Linked DNA regions of Zea mays: region 2 is linked to region 1. Evidence: chromatin contacts called from public Hi-C data. All regions are on one chromosome and are shown on one strand. The core of a region is the stretch at or near the end of the contact, and the rest is flanking DNA. Distances in the headings are between cores, read along the strand shown.

Region 1 (2,647 bases), core at 95-2,594:
AAAGTCAAAACAAGCACTTTTCTCCAAACATATAAAAACACAGTATAAAAAGTCAAAACAAGCACTTTTCTCCAAACATATAAAAACACAGTAACGGTCGACGAGAGAAGACAACAGCCAAATATGTCATATATCGAGCTCAACTGATGATGTGGGACTCATCTCTATGTAAATTCTAGCACATCAGATGGGAACAAAAAGGATTTTACATGCAACAGGAAGACACTAGATGGGCCTCTACTCTACAACATTGAGCTGTTGTTTACTTAGATTAGTTTTCAGTTCCACATTGCAGTTATTCCGTTGCAAGTTCGATTCCGAGAATATCATAACAAAGTTGTGTTAGCACACCAACAAATGCATGAGTCATGGCTCGAGTTTATCTATATGCGGAGCAGGACAGAAGCAAGGCGCAGACTAGCAGTCACAAACTAACATATCATGTGCTTCTTCACCTTAATCAAAGTGGGATTCTTAGCAAACTCCGGGCAAGAGTCCATGAACTTCTTGAGGTCCAGATCCAGGTACTCGAAGACGAGGTATATCCGCTTCTCGCTGTGGACAACATCATGTAACCTGCACTTAGGAGAGTATAAAGCTTGTCAGCGTACCAACACTACAGGGCATCGCAGCATCAAAATTGCGTCTGACTTTTACTTGATTGCATACATACGCACCATCATTTCCATCGAGCAAACGAATCCCATCCTAAAACGACACCTACCCGCTGTTGCATAAAACCAAAGCGGACCTGACGATGTTGCCGTGGTTCATCTCCTTGAGGAGAGAGATCTCGCGGATGGCGGTGGACGGGACGCCCTCGTCCTCCTGCTCGAGGCGGATCTTCTTGAGCGCGATCGTCTCGTTGGTGGCCTTGTCCAGCGCCTTGTACACCACCCCGTACGTGCCCTCCCCGATCTTCTCCACCTTCTCGTACTGCAGCAGCACGCACGCAGGCGGACAGACGAGCACGCTCAATCGGACAGACCGAATCAAAAAACCTCGAGCCCGAATCGGGCCAGATCGCTCGCTTACCTGCTCCATTGCGTCCCTCCTCGGCACCCAATGCGGCGGCGGGTGCGGAACGAACCAGCTGGCGAGGAAGAGAGAGAGAGGGGGGGATTGGGAGGGGATTAGGAGGAGAGGGAGAGGATGTGGGGAAAGGCAGCGGCGGGCGAAGCTGCAGTCGCCATTTGGGATGGACGCGCTCTCCGGCGGGGATCGGTGTCCTCCACTCCTCGCCCCACGCCGCTGCCTCGCTCGCTTCTATTGCTTCCTGCTGCCCTGGGGGGCTTTGGCTTTTCCCTCGCTGCTGCCGAACCCAACCCTCGTTGCTCACTCCATTGACTAGGTGGGATCCGAGTCTACGCGGAAGGTGGACAGCTGTGCTACATAGCTTCACCTTGTGCCAATTTACTGGACCCGCCTCACGTAGTGCTGGACGAAATGCTCGTGGCTGGCTCGTTTGGTTTATGGTCGGTTCAGCTTGGATTGGCTCGTTTGAATTTTTTCACGAGCTGAGCTGATATCCTATCTCGGTTCGTTAACGAGCCAGCTCGCGAGCTAAACGAGCTACCATATTCCAGTAAAACGAAACTATATACATATCATTTACAGAATAATTGATGAACATTATATATGTGAGGTGTATATGGCATATGAATTAAACTAATGATTAATAAACTATGTCTATGTGTGTAATTTGGTGTATGCAAATATAATTATGGGTTAAACTGATGAACATGTATGTGAATTGTGAATTAATGAGTGATGAATTGTGCTAATTTGGTGTTATATTTATGTGGTTTGTGAAACTATAAGTATAATTACTATTTTCTATTGTTAAATTAGTTTGAAATTAACTAAAAATAATTATTATGTACATTTTATTTTTTTCTACTCTAGCTCGCGAGCTAAACGAGCCGAGCCGAGCTGACTCTGTGACTTGTTACCTTAACGAGCCGAGCCGAGCCGAGCTGGCTCGTTATCCACCCATACTCACATGTCTCCTGTCTCGGTGTCATGCCCTGTTGGACTCATGCTCAGCATGCTCTTAGTTACTGCCCTATAGATCCCTAGCGCCTGCGCAGTCGTTATCAAACCACACATACCTTAGTGTTTAAAAATAAACAATAATTATATAAAAAATTAGTACAAAGCGAGCATTTAAACACACGTTCTCTACTCTATAAATTTAGAGCTAACCAACAGACTACACATACTTTAGCGTTTAGAAATAAACAATAATTATATTTAATAAATATCTTAATACCTATTTATATATTATATTTAGTGTCCGTAAATACAGACAACTGGCTAGTATAGAATAGATGATGAGACATCTGGCTAGTATATAATAGATGATGAAATGGATGAGCCGTGACCGTGAGTGACGACTGATGAAGTGACGTGATCGGGGTGATTAGTAAAAAGCTTTATACAGAAAGAGAAAAATACGACTTAGGCGACGACACCGAGGACCGATCGGGCGCACGGAGCGTTGAGCCGCCGCTTTCGATGCATGCCAATGCCATGCCACTCACGAATCACGATGTCGCTCGCCTTGTCCCGATGCCTGCTGCGCGCGCGGGCGGGGCGCCAGGCGACAAGGAACCGGGCCCGGGGAGACGAATAATGCGTCCCGTTT
Region 2 (2,647 bases), core at 80-2,579, 280 kb after region 1:
AAATCTGCTCTATGACTATGAAGATGTCCACATCACAAATTTGACAATATATAATCGTTTGTCACTGTGAACGCACCTGCTCTATCAACATCCTCGAAGAGTGAATCGGTAAATACACAAGACGGAACTGACAACGTTAATGTCGACGAGAACATCCAAATCATGAAACTGTTTAGCTCCTGGAACATTGAAGCCGCCACCGGGGACCTCACGTCACATCATATCCCACGCTGCACCAAACGACGAGATGTAAAAAGGACGGCTGGCGCACACGAGAGACGGCATGGATCTGGAGACCGCCTGCCTGTGCAGGCTAGCTTTAGCTTGTGGACAATCACGGCATGGCATGGGGATCTGAGCCTGCCTTTTTCCCATCTCCGATCTCTGACGAAACCGCATTATGCCGTCACGCCGCCAGCCACCAACCCCGCCGCCGCCGCCGGTGGGAGCAGAGCAGAGGAGAAAAATATTGGCGGTTGGGTTGGTGCTGCATTCAGGTGGAAAAAAAGTCGGAGGCTTTGTGCACAGGCGGAGAAGAAGAGCAGACCCATCGGATGATTGAACGTATTGAGTTCAGTTCTTCATGTGTAACTTGTAAGGGACGCTAGAACGACACACAGACACACAACAATGTATCGATCGGCGTCTTGTGCCATGGCTGCCTGCGGACGTTCACAGGTCCAAGAACCCGGTCTGCCGGAGCACGGCGTTGCGGACGCTGCGGAGGTCGCGGCCCTTGAGCGTGCGCCCGGCGCCCTCCAGCACGGACGACGACCGCGCGTGGCGCCGCGCCGCGACCACGTGCGGCGGCACCACCTCCTCGCCGTCCTCCTCGTCCTCGTCGGCCCTCCTGCCGCCTGGCCACGGCGCCGGCACGCGCACCGGCGCCGACTGCCTCGGCGCGGCGCTCGGCGCCATCGCCATCGCCCTCCCCGGCACGGGCACGGGCACCCCACCGCCGCAGTCTTCGGCGAGCAGCGACGACAGCCCGAAGCTGTACAGCGGCATGGCGTGCGCGCGACGCCGCCTCGCCGGCGGGGCGGCCCAACCGTCCTGCTGCCCCCCGCCCGTCGGCCACAACACGTCGCGCTCGTCGAGCTCGAATGGGGCGGCGGCGTCGGACTCCGGCTGCTTCAGCAGGCCCAGGAAGCGGAGCGACCCCGCGCCCGGCGCCCTCGGCATCGCCATTGGGTGGAGTGGAGGCAGGCAAGAGCTCGGTGTGCCTTCCGCTGATCTGATCAGGCCGGCGGGGCCAGCCCTCTCTTTTCCACTCTCACGGGCGCGCTCGTGCTCTACAGGCTCAGCTGCGGTGCGCCCACCAAGTGGTTGTGTTGGTTTTGGTTTTTGCTTTCCATATATATATAGCATAGTGGCTGGTGGGGCTGCTGCTGGTAGAGGACAGAGGAAGGAGACTGTGAAGTGAGTGGGCAAAGGAGCACGATGACGTGTCATCTGTCATCCCGTGGGTCCCGCTCGACGAAAGGGTCCAAACTCCAAAGAATCTCCCTAATCTCTCCGTTTTTTTTAAAAAAAAAATACACCATTTTTAATTTGATCAGATTAGATATAAAAAGATTTCGATATTTATTATTATAATTAATATTATTAGACAATGTTTAAATCTAATTTGATAACAAGGTTATTTAGAAATACAAATGATGTTAGCGTTTTAAAATAAATCTAAAAGAAAGTTTGATCGATATAGAATATTGATGTATAGTTATTGTGGGACCGAGGGAGCAGCTGCAGCAAGATTCCCGTACTAATTTTCTGTAGCCCATCATCTAATCAATCAGAGATAAGAATCTTCCCCGTGCCCATAGGACTCAGGACGGCCAGCTTGCAACGCACGTAATCCGTCCTCCGTTCAAAAAAAGAGAGAGAGAGAGAGAATATTAAAATTCAAGCGTCCAATCCATATAAACACTCGTTTTTTTATAGGACGGGGTGACGACGGTGTAGGAGTAGAAATTTAATTTACAGAAATCACACATACATTACATCTGTTCAGTTTTAGGAAAAGCAAATGTATATAAATGGGAAAAAAGAGAAGATTCTGCTATCTCAAAACAAAATGAGGCCTCTTCCGTTTGTTACATCTGGTCGTTTGTTAGTGATGACGAAGCTGCTTTTGTCTCGCGTGATAATTATTTTGCATTAGAAACTTTGAAGACCCGTTAGAAAGAAGTAGGAAAAAAAAGGTTCGAGGGCTTAGAAAAACATCATCGTACGTGTTGAATGGACTAGCATGACCAGATCCATCGAACAAGTGGAAAATATAGATTTTTCGTATGAGAATCGGGATCCCTAAAACCAACCGGATCCTCAGTTGGACGATGCCGGCTGGTGTGCTCCATGCCTCTTGTGTCGTCTGGCTGGAATGATTGGTGGTCGGAGTGTGTGGTGAAATGGGGCGGCGGGTCCCTAGAGATCCTCCGATTTCGCCCCTTCTTAGCTCATCTGTTGTCCCTTGCCTCGTTTTTATCGTGACACCGATCCATCCGATAAACTAGATCTCGCTCGTCACAACCATATGATCTGTCTCCAACGACCACGTCAGGTTTCGCGAACCATTAAGCCATGGCTCTCATGTGTTTTTTTTTTTTGCCTCCATAAATTTTCATCATGTGTCTGTCACTGATTGTAG

The links. A called contact is a pair of places that touch in the nucleus more often than the background predicts.
Region 2: a Hi-C map of endosperm shows a contact between it and region 1, with 2.0 times the contacts expected there. The contact joins the promoter of LOC100275828 here to the promoter of LOC100284730 in region 1. A contact is called at or near these places in 2 of 25 Hi-C or Micro-C datasets (endosperm and tassel).

The regions. Positions count from the first base shown.
Region 1 is chr9:160,479,784-160,482,430 of Zm-B73-REFERENCE-NAM-5.0, forward strand. It overlaps LOC100284730, which reads right to left and starts at 1,345. Exons shown (of 8, transcript NM_001157625.1): 1 at 1,036-1,345; 2 at 752-936; 3 at 456-576. The coding sequence starts at 1,044.
Region 2 is chr9:160,762,629-160,765,275 of Zm-B73-REFERENCE-NAM-5.0, forward strand. LOC100275828 reads right to left here and starts at 1,330. Exons shown (of 1, transcript NM_001149820.2): 1 at 556-1,330. The coding sequence starts at 1,188. The coding sequence ends at 673.